3 separate regions of the Ovis aries genome follow, and regions 1 and 3 are each linked to region 2. The links are chromatin contacts, called in public Hi-C maps. All regions are on one chromosome and are shown on one strand. The core of a region is the stretch at or near the end of the contact, and the rest is flanking DNA. Distances in the headings are between cores, read along the strand shown.

What was found. Hi-C and Micro-C count contacts between places; a contact is called where the count stands out from the background.
Region 1: a Hi-C map of skin fibroblasts shows a contact between it and region 2, with 1.8 times the contacts expected there. The contact joins the promoter of SOCS5 here to the enhancer-like site in region 2. A contact is called at or near these places in 2 of 16 Hi-C or Micro-C datasets (skin fibroblasts and tail adipose tissue).
Region 3: a Hi-C map of hypothalamus shows a contact between it and region 2, with 4 times the contacts expected there. The contact joins two enhancer-like sites. A contact is called at or near these places in 7 of 16 Hi-C or Micro-C datasets (blood, hypothalamus, muscle and 2 more).

What each region holds. Positions count from the first base shown.
Region 1 is chr3:77,644,722-77,647,659 of ARS-UI_Ramb_v3.0, reverse strand. SOCS5 (suppressor of cytokine signaling 5) reads left to right here and starts at 1,349. Exons shown (of 2, transcript XM_042246217.1): 1 at 1,349-1,563. It overlaps LOC132659409 (a long non-coding RNA gene), which reads right to left and starts at 1,210. Exons shown (of 2, transcript XR_009599839.1): 1 at 1-1,210.
Region 2 is chr3:77,456,749-77,459,962 of ARS-UI_Ramb_v3.0, reverse strand. No RefSeq gene overlaps it. Among named protein-coding and RNA genes, the nearest start is that of MCFD2, 31 kb to the right of the region's middle. Within about 2 kb of position 1,887, at least 7 of the 54 cell types and tissues checked have an H3K27ac peak or open chromatin away from gene starts, as enhancers often do. A contact at or near this core is called in tail adipose tissue, where this site is marked.
Region 3 is chr3:77,691,121-77,694,205 of ARS-UI_Ramb_v3.0, reverse strand. No RefSeq gene overlaps it. Among named protein-coding and RNA genes, the nearest start is that of CRIPT, 33 kb to the left of the region's middle. Within about 2 kb of position 1,550, at least 6 of the 54 cell types and tissues checked have an H3K27ac peak or open chromatin away from gene starts, as enhancers often do.

The DNA.
Region 1 (2,938 bases), core at 100-2,599, 190 kb before region 2:
AAATGCTTAGTAAATACTGGGCTAATGAATAAATGGCCCAGGTGAGGCAATGGCTGTTGAAATTGAGGGGAAAGCACAATTAGAAAAGATAACCAACAGGACAAAGCTCAGAGGGGTACAGAAGTGTTACAGCAAGGAGGCAGTATGGAGGATTGCTCCCAGGTTCTGGTTTGGTGAAGTGAATGAATGGTGATGTTATCAAAGAAGATAACAGACGGGGAGGAGCAGGTTTTGTGGACTTCTTAGGGTATTTCAGTTCATATTTGGATGTGTCAAGATTAGATTTAAGTGGAGATATCCAAAAGCACTAAGACAGGCAGATGGGAACCTCATTAAAGGTACACTCAGTCATCAGAATGGTTAGACTACCTTAGAGTGCAGCAGAATGACTCTGTACCTACTAAGGAGAGGACTAAGGATTAGATCCTGGGACTCTTCTAAAAAGCCAACACAACTGAATTAGGTTAGCTGAAAAAAATGCAATCTGAGAGTTTATAGTCTTAGGGAAACTGGAGTGACGGGAGACCTTAGAAACTACTGCAAAAGAGATCACTTTATACAAGCGACCCTTGAACTCGATCATACGGATGTCACTGGCGGCCTTGAGAGGGGCACTTTCAGTGGATTAGTAAGGAACATAATTTAGTCTGGAGTTGAAATACGGCTGAGAGCCAGACAGGGTCTCATTGTTTGTTTTGTTTGGAGGTGTTATAATACGACCATGAGTATGTCTAACACAAAAGTGGCCAGTAAGTTTGTGAATGACAAGGCTTCTATAAGTCCAGACGGCCTGTCCTGGTGGAGTCAGACTGCCTCAACTATGCTTTTATCCTATTAACCATTTCTAGGGTTGGGGAGCCCTTCCAGCCAAACTGCAAGCAAAAAGTGAGAGACAACCCTCCATCCGATCTGAGTCATGTTTGTGACAGCTGGCAATAGGGATGGCATTACTTGAATTAAACGAAGTGCCTAGGTTCCCGTGGATCTTGGAATTTAATAATAGGCTCCTTGCTGGAGGGATCTAGGGAGACTCATTCACATTTTCCAACAAGGAACTCACGCCTCCATTCAACATTTTTCCTTTCCTTTTTCCTAACAGAGTTGAAACCAGGGACAAAGCGTTCCTCCTCCCACCACTTCAAGGCTGACCTTCCGCCCTCAAGCCCACCGCTGCCCCTTCTCGGACCACGTGACCCTGCTCAGACCCAGTGACTCGCCGCCGCCGACCCCTCCCCTTGGGTCCGCTTTACTCCGCCCCTCAAGCCCACGTGACCTCATATCTCCCATCTGACTGGCTCCTCCCTTTCCCCCGGGCCGGACCCGGCCGCCGCCGCTGCGGCCCGACTCCAAAATGGCAGCCGCGCACAGAGCGTACCCGAGCGGCCGGACCTCCCTGACTCCCGGGCCGCTTAACTCTAGCTCCCAGCCTCCCTCCTTCGGCCTTCACCTACACGCCTTCGGATTGGCCGCTAGGAATCCCGCCCCTCCAGAGCCCCGCCTGCTATTGGTCACGGTAGGCTGCCCTTCAGAGAGGCGTGCCGCCGCCTCCCCCCGCCCCGGGAGGTATTTTCCATTCCGGTGGGGGTTGGGGGGTGGGGGGAGGGGTAAAGGGTGAAGAGGGGGAGGCGGCCCGGGAAAGGGGTGGGGGCCTGGAGGGGGCATCCGGCGGAGCTGGGGTCCCCGGGCTCCGTCCGGAGGAAGCGAGACTGCGCTCGCTCGGGCTGTCCCTGAGAGCCGGACGGGACCGGCGGGCTGTCCGGCGGACTCGCTCTCGGTGACTGCGCCGTCCGGGCCCGTCCTGCCTGGCCGCAGGTGCCCCTGGATGAGGCCGCCCCGCGCGCCCCGACCGGTGAGTGTCCCCGCGGCCGACCTGGTTGGTGAGCGCTCCCCGGCCCCCGCGCCGCCGTTAGCTGCCGCCTCTCCGGCCCCAGGTGCTCGCTCCGGGCGCAGTCCGTCTCCAGCCGGCGCCTCCACATCCCGGGCGGAGGCAGCGCCAGCCCTCCGGCCGGGAAGAAGACGACGGGCGGGGGACGGCGGACCCGGGCCGCGAGCCGGGTGCAGACCGTGCGGCGCATAGTGGGAGCTTGCGCTTGGTAGGCTTTCGATGCATTTCGTTGAATTATTTTTCTGGTTGGAGGAATCAGGGGCGCCTAAGGGGAGAGGGATCGCTCCAGGGTAGTCGGAGGACGTTCATGATCAGGGTCGTGGCCAGTCTCGGGGGTCACCAGAGACTGTGGGGCATTTGCGCGCGCTGCATGGAAGAGGGCATCCGTCAAGATACTGGGTTCTGAGGCTCCAGTCCGGGGGTCCTCAAGGTCGACGAGAAGGTCCACCGGGAGATGAGAGGGAACTGGGAAACTTGGATGGGGGAAGTGGCTGGAGCACCTCCGGAGTTTAACCCGAGGTGGAAAGGGATGCTCAGGCGGGCGCTGGAAGACCCTCTGCAACTACTTGGGGCCCTAAGATTCTTTGGTACTGGGATTTGGGGATTCAAGTAGCTGAGGCGAAGTGACTTTCTGGAGAGGGCGTTGTATTTAAAGAAGGATGCTCAGAAACAGTTTAAGCGCTCATCTTGGCTTGGTTCTGAACTTTGAAAGGCTGAAGGATTGGAGTCGCGAGGTGATTTTTGACATTTTCTTTCGGCATTCCAACCAAAAGGTGGACCTTGGCAGCTGTCTTCTAAAATGTATGTATGCGTTCTATGGTGTTTTCCCGGTTATTATTTTTGCTGGAAATTCTCAAATTGCACCTTGAAATTCACAAACTGCACCTCTTGTAGCAGCTTCTCCATCTGCTGAAGATCCCTCCTTCAGGTCTCTCCATCCATTGCAGTAGTTTACTTCCTTCCAGTTTAATATTTAGACTGATGTGTACTATTATTACAGTTTGCTAATGACTTTTATTCTATAAGATTAATAAGTAATTCATGGGCTTTCTT
Region 2 (3,214 bases), core at 638-3,137:
CAAATTGGTAGAAAGGAATTTAATGGAAAGAACATTATAGGCTCCAACATTGGAAGATCCATATTAAGGCCCACTTGCATCTCAGACATGGTGCTTCATACCTTTAGCCTCACTTCCCATAATCCTGAAGTGGGGATGATGCACACGTCATTTCCTTGTTGGGAGGCCTGCATTAGCGATTACGTGAGGGTGCTTTGTAAGCTCTACAGTAAAAGTCACACACTAGTCAATTTCTGGATTGAGATTAGAAGGAAGAGAAACAAATACAGTGATGGGTAGAACTGGTATTCAGAGACTTGCAAATTAAAACAAAAAGAATACAATATCTCACCTATATCAGATTGGCCAAACAAAGAAACCAAAAGCACACACAGAATGTCCTCAAGTCTCAAGTAAATTGAACCTGAACCCCAGCTTGGGCTACCCATCTTGACCAGGCAGTGCTGGGTCATAGAAGTACAAAGTGGATCCACAGAGGGGCATCTAAAGACAGAGGGCTCGCTCCCTGGAAAAAAACCCCAGTAAATTCAGATTCACTGAGCTTGGCATACCAGCAGTGTCTCCCTGCCTTCATGGATTTAGGGTGATAGCAAATACAAACGTAGTGTTTGCACTGGCCCAGTAACTTTACAAGAGCTTTCTTATGTGTTAATTAATCTTTGTAACAGTCCCTTGGACTACAAGGAGATCCAACCCGTCCATTCTGAAGGAGATCAGCTCTGGGATTTCTTTGGAGGGAATGATGCTGAAGCTGAAACTCCAGTACTTTGGCCATCTCATGCGAAGAGTTAACTCATTGGAAGAGTCTCTGATGCTGGGAGGGATTGGGGGCAGGAGGAGAAGGGGACGACAGAGGATGAGATGGCTGGATGGCATCACTGACTCAATGGACATGAGTCTGAGTGAACTCTGGGAGTTGGTGATGGACAGGGAGTCCTGGCGTGCTGCAATTCATGGGGTCTCGAAGAGTCGGACACGACTGAGCAACTGAACTGAACAGTCCACTGGGGGCTTTCCTGGTGGCTCAGTAGTAAAGAATTCGCCTGAGAGTGCAGGTGATGTAGGTTCGATCCCTGGGTTGGGAAGATCCTGGAGAAGGAAATGGCAACCCACTCCAGTACTCTTGCCTGGGGAATCCCATGGACAGAGGAGCCTGGTAGGCTACAGTCCAGGGGGTGGCAAAGAGTCAGACACGACTGAGCAACTTCACTTTCACTTTCACTTTAGAGACTAAATAACAACAGCCTACTGAAACAGGTACTATTATCCACATTTTGGGGGCGTTTAGCTGGGCCCAAGACCACCCACTGGTGACCAGGAAAACCAGGATTAGGAACCCTCGCCACCTCTCACACACTCTCCTTAACACGCCTACTTCAATCTCCTGAGATCACCAGCCTACAGTTGCAGACCTGAAGCCATAGCGCAGGCAACCCTGGCTCCACTGCAGCTCTCTGGCCGGAGGACAGACCAGCTGGTCACTCAGCAGTTGGCCATTCTTCGCGGAGAGTAGGTACCTTTGCTGTCCAGATCTTCACACCCCATCCTTCCTCTTCCCAGGTATTCTGTGTCTCCACCACCAGTCCTTGGATTTCTCAGTGCAGTACCCTGACCTTGGGGAGGGAGCTCCCGATGCCAGGTTTTCTCCCATCTTGACGGGATGGACATGAGTTTGAGCAGGCTCCGGGAGTTGGTGACTTGGTGACGGACAGGGAGGCCTGGCATGCTGCAGTTCACAGGGTTGCAAAGTCTGACACAACTGGGCAACTGAACTGAGACTGCACTCCCAGGAGAAGCCTCCAGGGGGCGCCCTCACCCCCCAAGTGCAGAGGGATTAGGGTGCAGAGTCAGCGCTGGGCACCAAGCCTGGGGTGATGGTTGGAACACAGGAACTAGCTCTGTGACCTAGAGAAATAGCTTGGCTACTCCTAGTCTGTCTCCTCATGTGTCAGAAGGAAGAATGATAGCTATTTTGTTCCTGGGTCTACTTACCACATCGGGTTGCAGGGGCGGAGTGATGGAGGCCCTTGAGCCTGCCAAAGGGCTTTCCCTTGTGGCTCAGCTGGTAAAGAATCCGCCTGCAATGCGGGAGACCTGGGTTCGATCCCTGGGTTGGGAAGATCCCCTGGCGCAAGGGAACAGCTGCCCACTCAGTATTCTGGCCTGAGGAATCCTTGGGGTGGCAAAGAGTCGGAAGGGACCGAGCGACTTTGACTTTCTTTGTCTTTTCAGCCTGCCGCTAGGCGGCTCCCGTCTCAGGGAGGAGCCCTGCGCCTGGACCCTAGGCGGAGAAAAGGACAGGGCTTCTTGGGAGGGAAAGGGAACGGGCCTAAAGTACCCCCAACAGTATGATCGCTGGTCCGGACCCCAGCTGTTTGGAATTCAGTCCACAGGTATTTCTCAGCTCCGGCTGCACGTAAACCGGTGTTTGTGTGTTTGGGGCCCTGTGGGGAGAAGGAGGGAAGAGGCGAACGGAAGCAGCAGTTAGGTGGCTTGAATGAACCATCGCCCGCTAGGCACCAGGTTTTCATGTTCACTGCCTCCTTTTTTTCCCTCACAGTCACCCCCGAGAAATAAACACGCTCATCTCCTTTTCACAGACGAGGAAGCAGGAGCCGCTCCAGATTCCCCGCCTCCACCCGCAGCCCGCACGCCCCCTCCGCAGGACAGTCTGAGTGAACTGAGGGACTGGACACTGGAGGGGAAGCTCTCCAGGGGCTCTCCAGGGCTCAGGTCCCGGCTGAGTCACCTGCCTGGGTGTCCGTTTCATATGGCCTCTCTGCTACTCACTGACCAAGAACGTGACTTAATTCCCTGTGGGCGATCCCACCAGGCACGTAAAGAAATGCGTGATGACTGTGACACAGAAGCTAAAAGCCTCAATTACCCTTCGTGACAGGAACCTGGGACTTGTTTATGAAGAGAGAAATTTTTGCCTCGTAAATTGCACTTGTGAGGGGTCAGCCCGCGCTGCTGGTGACCCTGTTACATCCTTCACAGCCAGAGGCAGCCTCACAGATGGCAGGGATCACCCCAGCCACACCCCCTGCTTATTAAGCCCCAGATTCCCGGTTTGAGAGAGCCCTGAAGGGTCGGACTGGGGGCCAGGGTTAGGCCAGGAGAGGCAGCCAGAATGTAGGGATATTCCCAGCTCTCATCCTGGCTCTCCTTACAGGTACCAGTTGTAGGGGATGGGCAAAGGAGAAGGTCTTTA
Region 3 (3,085 bases), core at 301-2,800, 230 kb before region 2:
CTGAGTGTCGGCTTTCTCTAATTACAGTGGGCGGGGGCTACTCTAGTTGAGGTGTATGGGCTTTTCATTGTGATGGCTTCTCTTGGTGGAGCACGGGCTCTAGGGCATGCAGACTCAGTAGTTATCAAGCATGGTTTAGTTGCCCTGAGGCATATGGAATATTACTGGACCAGGGATCGAACCCGAGTCCCCTGCATTAGCAGGCGGACTCTTATCCTCTGTACCCTCAGGGAAGTCATACACTTCAGTGATTCAGAAAACATCCTTTAGGAATGTGCAAAGCCTAGTTTCTTCAACCAGAGAAGGCAATGGCACCCCACTCCAGTATTCTTGCTTGGAAAATCCCATGGATGGAGGAGCCTGGTGGGCTGCAGTCCATGGGGTCACTGAGGGTCGGACACGACTGAGCGACTTCACTTTCACCTTTCACTTTCATGCATTGGAGAAGGAAATGGCAACCCACTCCAGTGTTCTTGCCTGGAGAATCCCAGGGACGGCGGAGCCTGGTGGGCTGCTGTCTCTGGGGTCGCACAGAGTCGGACACAACTAAAGTGACTTAGCAGCAGCGGCAGCAGAAACTAACACATTGTAAAGCAACACATTGTAAAGTCCACCCTGTGCCAATAAAAATTAATTTTTAAAAAAGCAAATAAAAATCTAAAGTTAAACTGAACAGTAAAATTGAGGAGCATTTTAGATAGAGTACTATTTCATTTTAAAGGGACATGTGAATACTGATACTTAGTCCCCAAAAGTCTGAAATCATCTGGAGATCCTGTTAAAATGCAGATTCTGGTTCAGCAGGTCCAAGACGAAACCCACAGTTCTACACTTCTAACAAGCTCTCAGTGGTGTCAAAGCAACTCTCCTTAGTCCACACCTCTAGAAGAAAGGGACAAGTTTACTTGGTGCCCATATCTTTAAATGTGTTTTCTGTGGAGGTCGACCCTGACTTTTTCAGATCTACAATTACCCTTAGTCATAGGAATCTTTCTGCTTCTGAATTCCTAGTACACTTATTATATGTATCATCCACAAGCTCTTAGGTACTACAGTGTGTTATGTCCTATATAGGCATGTCTTGTATTCCCTACTAGATTATAAGCCTATCTGTGTTTGCTCAGCCCTGTGTATACAACATAGATGCTGAGTGAAGAACTACTGATGACTGATCGATACATTGAAGATCATTCGCCACTTTCTCAGAATGCTACACCTAGCTCATGAGTGAGCCCAGGGCTTAAATCAAGTGTCTGGTCTAAGAGACACTGAGTCTATTCTGCCTCTCATTTCCCCTCTCTAAGTTGGTGTTTTAGAAACCAGTGGTTGTGTGGAGAGTTCTACTTGGGTATGTGATAAAACAACAACAAGCCGTGAGGGGAAAAAAGGTTGGGGTAAGAGTGGGGAGACTGTCACAGCAGGAAGCATCCCCACTGGCTGCATTAGACTACCCAAGTAAAACCCCTGGAAAGAGCACAGGCTTGGGGGCCGACAATCCGGTGTTCAGAGCCTCATGTCTCCCGCAAGTGTGTTGGATAGTTTTCATGCAGAGTAGTAGCTCCATCTAGTGGCTCACTGCCGACTAAATTCCCTCACAAATTATGTCTTCTAGTACAGTTGAGGGAGAAGGCAATGGCACCCCACTCCAGTACTCTTGCCTGGAAACTCCCATGGACGGAGGAGCCTGGTGGGCTGCAGTCCATGGGGTCACTGAGGGTCGGACACGACTGAGCGACTTCACTTTCACTTTTCACTTTCATGCATTGGGGAAGGAAATGGCAACCCACTCCAGTGTTCTTGCCTGGAGAATCCCAGGGACGGGGGAGCCTGGTGGGCTGCAGTCTCTGGGGTCACACAGAGTCGGACACGACTGAAGCGACTTAGCAGCAGCAGCAGTACAGTTGATGGTCATTTGATTCATCCTTTCATTTCATTCAACAGCATTTACTGAATGCCGAGCATTTGTCTGCTAAATCTAAAACAGTGAACAAGACAGACATGGTCCCTGCCTTAAGGGCGTTCATGGTCAGATGGAAAAGACAGAAAGTAAATAATTTGTCAAGTACATTTTGGTTTTTATTTTTGTCTTTTAAGTTTTTACTATTTTTAATTGGAGTATAGTTGATGTGTAATCTTATATAAGTTACAAGTATACACTGTGCTGCTGCTAAGTCACTTCAGTCGTGTCCGACTCTGTGCGACCCCATAGACGGCAGCCTACCAGGCTCCGCCGTCCATGAGATTTTCCAGGCAAGAACACTGGAGTGGGGTGCCATTGCCTTCTCCACAAGTGTACACTATAGTGATACATAATTTTTAAAGGCTGTCTTCCATTTGTAGTTATTATAAAATATTGGCTATATTGCCCAGATTGTGTAATATATTCTTGTAGGTTATTTTATACAGGACAGTTTGTACCTCTTAATCCCCTTCCCTCTTGCCTCTCACTACTGGTAATCACTAGTTTTTGTTTTTGTTTTTTAATCTGTGAGTCTGCTTCTTTTTGTTGTAGTCACTAGTTGGTTGTATTTTTAAGATTCCAAGTAAATTTGAATTCAAATTACAAAAAGTCATATGAAAAAGTATAGCATCCTTCTTATAAGAAGTATGAGTCTGTAGTAAGGCTTCCTTAGGGAAGTGACGTTGAAGGTAAGAAGAGAAGAAGTTGGCCAAGCAACAACATCAGGCATGAATCAGACACCCAGCAGCATCTCTCTGGAGACCTCAGCTCCCGTTTTAGATCAGGACCAGTCCATTGGGAGCTCCAACCTTGAGCTATGGCCTCTTTCATCAGTCATTTAGCCTCTATCAGTCCACCCTGTGCAAATCACTTTATATACATCATCACTGATCTTATATTATCCTTTTATGACAAAATTCACAGAGGTTAACTCACTCACACAAAGGTCTAAAACGACACAGAGAGTCAGGAGTCACACCCTGATCTCTGCCTCCAAAGTCCATAATCTTTCTTCTACTTACGGGGTCTCCCTAAAGCCAAGGCCAGATCTCTTTATTCTGTTGCTTGCCTTCCCCTAAAAGGAAATCATTATGAGAAGTGTTTAGGAAGAGTGAAAATGTGAAA